Linked DNA regions of Sus scrofa: region 1 is linked to region 2. The links are chromatin contacts, called in public Hi-C maps. All regions are on one chromosome and are shown on one strand. The core of a region is the stretch at or near the end of the contact, and the rest is flanking DNA. Distances in the headings are between cores, read along the strand shown.

The links. A called contact is a pair of places that touch in the nucleus more often than the background predicts.
Region 1: a Hi-C map of embryonic fibroblasts shows a contact between it and region 2, with 2.1 times the contacts expected there. The contact joins two enhancer-like sites. A contact is called at or near these places in 1 of 5 promoter capture datasets (liver), 14 of 47 Hi-C or Micro-C datasets (alveolar macrophages, embryonic fibroblasts, fetal heart ventricle and 8 more) and 1 of 2 datasets of contacts at active chromatin or transcription factors (skeletal muscle).

The regions. Positions count from the first base shown.
Region 1 is chr10:41,602,760-41,608,389 of Sscrofa11.1, forward strand. It overlaps ZNF438 (zinc finger protein 438), which reads right to left. Exons shown (of 19, transcript XM_021064197.1): 16 at 699-766. It also overlaps the pseudogene LOC100519509. Among named protein-coding and RNA genes, the nearest start is that of ZEB1, 410 kb to the right of the region's middle. Within about 2 kb of position 2,287, at least 68 of the 83 cell types and tissues checked have an H3K27ac peak or open chromatin away from gene starts, as enhancers often do. A contact at or near this core is called in alveolar macrophages, embryonic fibroblasts, liver and 4 more, where this site is marked.
Region 2 is chr10:41,520,238-41,525,667 of Sscrofa11.1, forward strand. LOC110255684 (a long non-coding RNA gene) reads right to left here and starts at 5,100. Exons shown (of 3, transcript XR_002336333.1): 1 at 5,039-5,100; 2 at 2,823-4,375. Within about 2 kb of position 1,359, at least 59 of the 83 cell types and tissues checked have an H3K27ac peak or open chromatin away from gene starts, as enhancers often do. A contact at or near this core is called in alveolar macrophages, embryonic fibroblasts, liver and 4 more, where this site is marked.

The DNA of each region.
Region 1 (5,630 bases), core at 1,037-3,536, 83 kb after region 2:
AACTTCTCTCCTGTTTGGAGCGGCAGGGGAAAGATTTGAATTCCTCTTAAAGGTTAGACTTTGCCCTTTATACTGAGAAAAACATAATTATTCTTTATTCAGAAATGACTTTATCTCCACCTGTAAACTGCTCTTCTGAAAGGTTTAGGAACTCTTGTTTAAAAATCCTGATTTTCTTTTTTAAAAAAATCATATGGAGGGGAAGTGCTTTTTTTTCCTTAGGTTTCTTTTTTTAAAGGGTACACGAGAAGAAATAGGACAAAAACATATACGCAAATATCCCCTCTTTCTCCATGTGTGTTATCTGTGCATACGTGTGCATGAATATATATATATATATACGGTAAACACCCTTCTCCCTAAAACATGTCATTCTGCTTCATTAAAGCCAATACCCTGGAACTTCATTTGACATCTCTTGGTGCCAGTTAACAGGCTGGACTGTGAGTTTTGTGTGCAATGAGATGGCCTCGTTCTCAAGAAGCTCGCAATAAAGTAGCTGTATCCTTGTAAACCAGGAATCCACGGGCACTCAAGTAATTTACCAAAGGAAATCAACTTTCATATATAATTAGAATTTTTTTTCTTAGTTCCAAGGAATAAGTCATCTTACGGTTAGAGGATAGTGACATTAAATGTATCAATTAGACTCTTTATACCACACACATGACCACTTTCCCAAGCATGGTTTATCTTACCTTGATTTTTTGGTGGTACTGACAAGGAATTCTGCATTATGATGTATTTGACTTGAATAACAACTTCCCTAAAAATAACCAAGCACAAAAAATCATTAGAAAATAGTTGAGATGCCATATTAACACACACAAAAATAAAAATTACAATCTTTTTGTTTATTTATTTATGTATTGCTCTTTAGGGCCGCACTTGCAGCATGTGGAAGTTCCCAGGCTAGGCAGGAGTTGAGCAGAATCAGAGCTGCAGCTGCTGGCCTACACCACAGCCACAGCAACATGGGATTTGAGCCACATCTGCAACCTGCACCATAGCTCACGGCAATGCTGGATCCTTAACCTAATGATCAAGGCCAGGGATCTAACCCATGTCTTCGCAGATACTAGTTGGTTTTGTAACCTGCTGAGCCACAACGTGAACTCCATAAATTACAAGCTTTTAAAAAAACCTTTCTACTTACAACTATATGATAATAAGAAATGGACTGAACCATTAGAAAACTGAAGTTTTTTATTTTCTTCTCATTTCATACAGCCAGGATTTTACTGATTGCACTGGTAAGGGTTTGGAGAGGGAAGCAACAACACACTGCAAAGGGGGCTGTGTCTGTATCTCTGCCCTTGCAGGGTTGTGGAGATGTGCAAGTAGATAAAGTTAAGGTTCCCTAGCTTCTAAGAAAAATAACTACAGTGTTTAACAGTGTAACTGCAATATAGCCATTTGATGAAATATAGTTCAGTCGTTAAAATGCAATTTTGAAGATGATGTGGCAACATGGAAAATACTGATGACTCAATATCGTGGGTGAACACACTAAATGACATACACACTAGGATTACAAAGGCACAGAAAAAAACGCATGATAAGAAGTATGTTAATATGTATAATGGCCTCGTACTTGTTGATGTAATTATAGGTGTTTTTCTTTCCATTTTAGCTATTTTCCAAATTGTCTAGAATACAGGGATCCATATTAATAAACTATTTGAATGTGCAAATAAACCAATTAAAGTCCTTGAAAAGATTTAGGTAAATATATAAGCTTTCAAACACAGAGGTGTTTCTAAGCATGATACCAAAGAGAGAAGCCATTAAGGTAAAAAACTTTAAAAAAGTTTTAAATGTTTTTAAATTAGAAAATGAGGTAAAATTAAAGGGCATGAGTTCTGTTTCTAGCCAAGATTGAGTTAACAGAGACCAGATTTACTCTCCTTTTTGAAATAACCCTGACACAGATAAAATATATGAAACAATTGTTCAACACACTGGACACTGGGTCGTAAAGACTGATCTTTGAGAAGCAGGTGAGGTTGCAGGAAGGGAGAACCCTGGTGGAGAATCCCAGAGTAACAGAGAAAAGAGCTGGAGAGAGAGAGCAGCAAAGAAGGTCCCCATCCCATCCGGTGTTCCCTTTTGTGCTGATCATTAGCACCTGCAGATGAGGGAACCGCCTGAGGCCAGGCAAAGACTCCTGCACCCAACACTCCCAGAAGCATGAGACCATTGCCTGCACCCACCAGCTGGACTAAAAGCACACCTGATTCGCAGGATGCTGGGTAGAGTACAAAGAAGAATCTTGCTTTACTAAGAGGGAATAATCAGCCCTACATCAAGCATTTCTCTGGTTTCACAAAACACACCCTAAAAGACCTAAAAGGCTCAAACTGTTTCCAAGTGTCTTAGCTGTGTTTTTAGAACAAAGCTCAAGAATATTTATAGAAAGACAAAAATATCCATCGCCCAACAAAGTAAAATTCAGGCTGTTTGACATCTAATAAAGAATTGAGCAAGTAATACAAAGAGGCAGGAAAATATGAGCCATAGTGTAGAAAATAGTAAGAACCGACCCTGAACTGACGACGATGTTAGAATTAGCAGCCAAGGTCTATTATGTATGTAGCTGTATTTTATATGTTCAAAAAGTTAAGTATAGACAAGAAAGATAAAAAAAGGCCCACATAAAAATTTCCAGATATAAACTATAATATAGAAGATAAAGATTACAATGCATAGGATTGTAAGCACATTAGACATGTCAAAAAAAGGTGGAGTGGCTATATCAGAAAAAGCAGATTAAAAAGTGAAGACTATTACCAAACATTTATAATTTCATAATTAAAAAAGGACAACTCATTCAAAGGACATAAAAATCCTAAATATTTATGTCCCTAATAACTGAGCTCCAAAATATATAAAGCAAGAACGGACAGAACTGCAAGGAGAAATACAGAATAATTAATAATAATAAAAGCAGTGGAGAGAAAATCACTAAGGACTCTGGGGATTTGAATGACCCTATAAACCAACTTGATCTAATTGACAGTTACAGAACATTCCACCCAAAACAACAGATTCCACATTGTTTGCAAATGCACATGACATCTTTTATTAAGACACCATATTCTGGGTCATAAAAACAAGACTCAATACACTTAAGAGGGTTCAAATCATATAAGGTATGTTCTCTGACCTCAGTGGAATAAAAGAAGCCAAAATAACAGAACTATATCTGGAAACTCTCTGAACATGGGTTGACTAAATCACGCACCTATAAATAACCTATGGGTCAAAGGAGAAATCAAAAAGAAAATTAGAATGTGTTTTGAACTGAATGAAATGCAAACACAACCTACCAAAATGTGTGTGATTCCATCAAAGCAGTACAGAGGGGGAAATTTAGAGCACTGAGCATCTACATGAGAAAAGACCTATTGGAGTGGCAAGTAAGAAAGTGGCGAGTAAGGAAGCATTGGCTCTTCTCGGGCTGCCTTCCCTGTTCAGGCCCTGGCCCTGGGCTTTTGTGTGCACAGAGCAGCAGCCGCCGCTGCTCCTTGCGGGGCCGCCTGACCCCAGATGCTGTCAGGCTTGTCCGGTGTCCGCCGTTAACCTCGCCGCGCGGCGGCCGAAGAGCGGGGCCGGGCGGGGCCAGCGGGCCGGGCCGGGCCGAGCGGGCAGGAGCGCCCCCGGGGTGGGGTGGGGTGGAGGCGGGGAGTCCCGCGGGGGTGGGGGGAGGGCCAGGGCGCGGAGTCGCGGAGGTGGGGTCACTGGTGTTGGCTCCGGGTGGAGGCCGGCCGCGAGGGGAAGGAGGCCGTGGGGGCGGCTCAGCGGAAGCCGCTCGAGTTGCGGAGCCGCGGCAACTCCGGGGGCCGGGGCCAGGGCTTTCCGGGCTTTGGTAAAGCGGCCACGGGCCTCATCTTCCGGCGGTCGCCAGAGTTTGTAATGATTGTTGCTGCCGCCGCCGTCACTGCCCCGGTTGCCATCTCCTCCTCCTCTTCCTCCTGGGCCGGGCGGATCCCCTCCCCGCTACCGCCTCCTCTTGGGCTGGGTCCGTGCTGTCTCCTCCCCTGGCGGAGCCGCTCCTGCAGCCGCCTCCTCATTCATCCTCGTGCAACATAGGCGGCACAGGCGCCAGGATGTCCAACCCAAGTGGTCTGCTGGGAAGCAGTCGCACGGGGGGGGGGGGGGAGGGGGGAGGGGAAGCTGGTACACAGTCTCAGGCCGAATGCACAGCTAGAAGGTTGGCTTTCACAAGTACAGTCAACAAAAAGACCTGCTGCAGCCACTGCTGCACCCCATGCTGGATATTCCTACCGTGGGTCTCATGCTGCTCATGCTTCAAACAAGTGGATCCATCTATTTCCTGGAGCATTTTCATCCTTGGGCCTTCTCATCATGTGTCCCTTTCTCAATGTGCACTTTTCAGTGTGTGTGTGTGTGTGCATGACACCTCTGTATGATCTTGGTACTGACCAAAAGATTTACAGAGAACTATGGAAGAAAGGAATGTTTGAACGCATGTCTCTGCAGACAGATGAAGATGAACACAGTATTGAAATGCATTTGCCTTATGCAGCTAAAGCCATGGAAAGCCATGGATGAGTTTACCATTATTCCTGTGTTGGTTAGAGCTGACTGAGTCAAAAGAACAGGAATTCAGAAAACTCTTCAGTAAATATCTAGCGGATCCTAATAATCTCTTTGTGGTTTTTTTTTTCTGATTTCTGCCAGTGGGGGTCAAAGGTTCTGTTACAGTTACTATGATGAATCCTAGGGGGAGATTTATAGATCCTGTGAACATCTAGATAAAATGGGTATGAGTATTATAGAACAATTAGACCCTTTCACTTGAAGAAATACCATCATACTATAATGTGGAAGACATCCCATTTGGGTATTATTAAGTGCTATCACAGAGCTACAGAAGAATGAACATGAGCTTCTCCTTTTTGAATTATGCCCAGTCAAGCCAGTATAGAAACTGGCCAGACAGATCAGTGAGTTAAGTAGCTGGAGCAAAGCTCTGAATCCTCAGGGATGCCACCTGCACAGACTCATTCTCTGTCCAGGGCCCCAACTGAACCCTTACCAAGATACTGGTCCTGGTTCGGGGGAATTCTGAAACTCAAACTAATAGAATTTTCTTCTCTTCTTTTTTAGTAGGTATCCTTAATTTCAGCTCATTAAAACAGTGCTTTATAGTTTAGAGCAGTGGAAGGAAGGCTGGCCTCAAAATATTTTGATCAAAAAAGGCAATGTAAAGGACCAGTTGTGGCTGTCAGTTTTTTGAAAGTAACTTGTTCTCATTTGTTTGCTTGTTTTATTTTGTTTTTGTCTTTTTTAGGGCTGCACCCACAGCATATGGATGTTCCCAGGCTAGTGGTCAAGTCGGAGCTGTAGCCGCTGGCCTACGTCACAGCCACAGCAACGCCAGATCTGAGTAGAGTCTGCGGCCTATACCACAGCTCATGGCAACGCCAGAGCCTTAACCCACTGAGCGAGGCCAAGGATTGAATCTGCATCCTCATGGATACTAGTCAGATTTGCTTCTGCTGAGCCATGATGGGAACTGCTGAGAGTAACTTGTAAAGCATTTACATATCCTAAATTTGCACTCTTTGCAGATGTGTGTGCCTATACTCCTCTTTCAGAATAGT
Region 2 (5,430 bases), core at 109-2,608:
AAGTGGAGAGGGTCCCAGGTGGAATTGTTACGGCACAAATGACCCGCCTGATGGAGTGATTGGGTAGCCAGGTGGCTTCTGGGTGTCCTCGCAAATATTTGGTTTCAAGGAACGGGGTCCCGTTACACAGCTCAATAGCTGGAGGCTCCAAGGGCTGCAGCAGTAAGCCTTGTCCCCTTCTTGTCCCCCAGCCGTCAGCAGACAGCCCATAAAAAATGCGGGGCTCGTGTTCACACAGGGGGCTGTTGGTTTTATGGGCTGGGGGAAGGGAGGCTGCCCTGGAGTCTCAATTAAACGGGTCTCAGCTGCCAGGGACACAGCAATCATGGAGGGACACCTGGGTCCAGGGGGGCCTACAGGGACTTGATGTTCCGTGGGGGTGCCCTACTCACCCATGAAATGTGCACATTGTCCCTCTCCTGCCTCCCAGAGCCACCAGCTCCCCACCTCCTAGTCCCACCACACAGACGGCCCCTGCCCTTGAAACATGGCCGGCAGTGCTGGGTTCTGCCCTCCTGGACCTCGGGCTGGGCCTCCTCTTTGCTTTCCTCCCTCGGTAGAAGCACACATACCCTTGGGAAAAGGTTACTGGTTCACTCTCAAACAGGTGCCTGAATTATATCTCTTCAAGGGCATTTTCCATTCAGTTGAGGGCCCAGCCTTCAATCCCAGGAATAGGTCTCTTACCATGGAATGCCCTAGTGGATGGCATGAAAGGGGAGCCTCCTGTCCCCTATACTCTAAGCTCTTTTAGGGGAAAGGAGGACTTCAACCCGAGGTGGGGGCTCCTCTGTGAGCCTGACTCTATTCTGGGCCCCCTTGATCTCTAAAGGCAGCTTGTTTAGCATCTTGGAGAAGGATACGAGGAAAGGCTTGGAGGATGCTGGGCACCAGGTGGCGCTATTGCCCAGGACCGTCTAGTTGCCCTCAGAGGGGCGGTGGCGGCGGGGGAGGGGGCCTGGAGCAGCTGGAACTGCACTGGTTAAGAGGGGGTGCAGCCGTGGTGCGGGGGCGCTTCTAGTCGCGAGTTCCTAACTCAGCGGTAACTGGAGGGCGGAGCTTAAAGAATGAGTCGCAAATTCTTCCCCAATCCCTGTCATAAAGCCCTGTGACTCTGATTCCCGGGGTGGGGTGATGGGCTGGGGCCGGACCAAGGACAGACTTCTATTGTGGTCCTTGGGGGTGGGGCAGGACACTGCTCTTTTCAGGTTCAAGCAGAGGGGTCCCAGGAGGTTAACTGGGCACTGTACGTGCGCTCTTTCCAGGAGCGTAAACCCAGCTCCAGAGGCGCCCGGTCCGCGGCTCCCAGGGCGGATCCGAGCGGGTCGCGCGGCGCATCCCCGGGGCGGAGCTGCCCGCGCAGCTGCGCTCCCACCCCCGCCCCCTGGTCTGGAAAAAGCAAAAGCATCTCTAGGTGCTGTGCTTTCTTCACGTAGTGATTACCACGTGTCAGAGAGAAACTGCTGCTTTCTGTATAACCACAGACCACTTCGGAGAACAGGACTGGGGATCAAAAAGGAAAACTACTTCAAAACAAAATGCTGCAGGCTGCCTTTTTCCTCCTCCCTTTCTCTCTCATTTTTTTTTTTTTCCGGGGCGGGGGTGGGGGTGGGAGGAAGGATTAAAAAAACAAACAAAAAAGTAAGTCCGCATCTTCTCGCAACTGCAGCTGATTTCCTGTGTAAACGAAAACCATGTGATATTCCATAAATGCTTCCAGCTTTAAATGACAGGAAATGAAAACCATCACGGAAAAGGACAACTTCGGAATAAATCCCCAGTGCAGATATCATTACGGCGACATATCAGGGGGACGGTCGTCGGGCCGCCTGCACATCCCCGCAGGTCATTAGAGGGGCTGCTAAAGGGGGCCGGGCGCCGGGGGCAGCTCCCCCCGAAGTGTTCCTTCTGCGGGAGAAATGGGGCGGCGGCGATCACACCCCGGCGCAGCGCCCGGCAACTGGGCTTTCAATTAGGGACCGAGCTGGGAAAAGCAGTCTTTTCTTTCCGCACGCCTCGCCGGGGTCAGGTCACGACCCCTCCACCGTGTTCAATCGGCAGTGCCATCCATATGCATGAAGGCTAATTAACTCTGAAAGGCCCGGCTGGCGGGGCCCTCCCTGCCGCGCAGGGGTGGGGTGGGATGGCGCCCCCCCGAACACTCACGCCCACCCCGTCCTCTCCCGGGAGGCCCAACCTCTGCAGCTGCTCCCGCGCTGGCCGAGTGCACACGTGTGCGCACGGAGCGCGCTACTCCGCCGCGCGGGGCTGGCTGGGCCAGGGAATTAGACGCGTCATTTGTCGCCAGCCTAGCAACACGTGCTGATTTATCCTGATGGCTCCCGCCTGGCCCCAGCGCCCACCGCGGGCCCAAAGTAGGAAAGGGATGCTTTTCAGGTTCAGGGACCAGGACTCTAGCCCCAACCCTCGCTGCCTGTGGGAGGGAGCCTGGGTGAGTCACGCCAGCTCTCTGGGTTCCCTGCCTTTGCTCAGCTCTCACGTGAGGTTGTTGGGCTGGAAAATCAGTCGAGTACCAAAGATAAATCCCGAGAGATCTATGCAGCTGCCACATTTTCCCCAGCTCAGAGTATTTTTCGGTTTCCCAGTTCATGACAAGCCAGGAGGTGCCTCGGTTTCCACGGGGTGGAATCTGGGGTGACCTTTTCTATTTCTTTCTGTATCAGTTGCAACTCTTTGGCTTCAGAGTTTTCAAAAAGACCTTGAACTAGCAAACTAGAGAAAATTTATTTTACTGAGTGTTTGCTTGTGGACCCACAACCTAGGATGCGCCAAGCTCAGTTCCCACTTTCTCCTTCACTCACCTTCTCTTTATTTTTGCTGCTTTGATTTTGTTAGCCCACTGGCTTCCTCTAGGCCTGTTTCACAGTCCACCTGGCACAGGAGACGGACGGTCCCATTCAACAGATGGGCTCAGAGCAGCCGGAGTGAGCTGCAGGGCCTCGTTTCAGACACAAAGTCTCAGATTGGCCCAGCTTGGGTCACGTGCCAGATCCTGGTCCAATCAACTTCAAGGAGTCAGTCCCATGATACAAACATGGCTGCCACAAGCCCACCCCTGTGGATACGGGAGAATGAAGGGGTGGGGGGGACCAGATGTGCAAAAGGTTGTCTTCTGTGCTAAATCAAAGCATGATTTCGACCAGATCACCTTATAATAAAGAAGAGGAGGGGCAGGAGTCCTTATACAGATTTCAGGGGTACCAGGAAAAACATGCCTGCCTTTCTTCAGCATCAAGCAGAAGTTAGGCGAGAAGTCACAGGCCCCACTAAGATTGTAGAGGAGAAGAAGCTGACTTTCTTAGAGGGACTTATGTGGCCTGGGCCTGAGGAAGGGTGGGGACTGCCAGGAGGAGAGGTGACACAGTGCCTCCTGGTCTGATCAGACCTCCTCTCAGATCAGACCACCTGAGGGCAGATCAGGTTGGGAAGTGAAACACTCAGAGCCCTTGGTCATAAAAAATAAAACCTACCTTGACTAGTTCAGCAGAAAATGGATTCATTATGTGTATTAGTCAGGACCGGCTAACCTTATCACAGCACCCAAATCAAAGTGGCTTAATACAATAAGAGGCTTATTTGGAGACACAGTCCTATCAGGGGAGATTCAAGGGCTCAAGCTGCTTTTTTCTAGTGGCTCCACCATTGTCTAGGGACCTTGTGTCTTCCATGGGATGGATTTTCTACTTCCTTCTGGGAGGTAAGAGCACAGAGAATGGCTCTGGGGGTTTTAGGGACCAGGCATGGAAGTGCATCACTTCTGTCCATGTTCCATTAGTCAGAAGGCAGCAGTCATGTGGCCACACACAAAAGCAAGGAAGGCTGGGAAAGGCAGTCCAGCTCTGTGGGTACCCAAGGATGGAGAGAAAATGGGTCTGGTGAGCTTCTAGGCTTTCCCTTCCTCCGACAGGTGGGAGGAAGAGCTGGAACTGAACTTCCAAGAGCATTCCCAAAGCCCAGCCTCAGACTCCAGGAATAGAGAGCGGTGGCCTCTGCACGAGGCACCCAGTGCCCCATACCTGCTTGGTCGCACATGCCACCTCTGCTTGCACTAATGAAACTTCCTGTCCCATTGACCTTGCAATGTCTGGGAAACAGCTGCCACCACTGACAGCCGGATGTCTCTGCCATGGACGAAAACACTTTTAAGGAAGTGGGGAGGTACTAGCAGACCGCTCCCCTCCTCTTCCCTCTTCCTTCCTCCAACGCCCCCCCCCCCCTTAGGTTATTTACTTCCAAATTCAGGTCTTGCTTGGGAGTATTTGAAGGGTCAAGACTTTCTCCTTCCTTCAGGGAAGGCTGGGAATTCAAGTTCTGACTTTTATTCCGAGAAGGCAGGACTTGTTGTGAGCTTTTCCTGTAAGAAGGAGATAGAGAGTCACAAGTCAAACAGATTTCCACCACTGGGGGAGGGGGGTGGGGGGGAGCGGGGAGGGGACCCTTCTGGCACTTGCAGCTCTGGCTGGACTTAGATGACATGGCGCTGGGACAGAATTAGGCATTATTTTCAAGCAGTTCCAAAATCAGAAAGGCCAAGAGGCAGAGACATTGGCTCGTGGGGTTGGGAGGAATATTAGAAGCTATCTGTCCTTTAACTTAATGCTGAATCCCTCTCCCCAAATTGCTCTGTGACCACTCAGCCCCACTGAAACAGTCATAGTGATGGGTGACTCAGTACTGCCCTCCAGGGCAGCCGTTTGGATTGCTTTTTCGTTTCTGGAAGGTTGTGTTTGTTTGCTTCTTTTACAGCCACACCTGCAGTATATGGGAGTTCCCAGGCTAGGGGTCAAGTCAGAGCTGCAGCTGAGAACTAAGCCACAGCCACAGCAAAACCGGATCTGAGCTGTATCTGCAACCTACACCACAGCTTATGGCAACTCCAGATCCTTATCCCACTGATTGAGACCAGGGATCAAACCCACATCATCATGGATGCTAGTTGGATTCATTACCACTGAGTCTTGATGGGAATTCCTAGAAGTTTTTTTTTTTTCTTTTTTTTTCCTTTTTAGGGCCTCACCTGTGGCATATGGGGGTTTCCAGGCTAGGAGCCCGAATCGGAGCTATAGCCGCCGGCCTATGCTACAGCCACAGCCACTCCAGATCTGAGCTGCATCTGCGACCTACACCACAGCTCAGGGCATTGCTGGATCCTCAACACACTGAGCGAGGCCAGGGATCGAACCCGCCTCCCCATGGATACTAGCTGGGTTCGTTTCCACTGAGCCTTGACGGGAATTCCAGTTCTTTTGCAGGTGAAGCAGAAATCTGATTTCCAGTTCTGGCTGCAGTTCTGCCCTGTGAAGACACATGGAATAAATCTTCCCCGTGTGCATGTGGCAACTTTTGTGCTCCAACTTCCTGTCCTTTATTTTTTTTAAACTCTTCTCCAGGCTGAACAGCCCTTCTGTC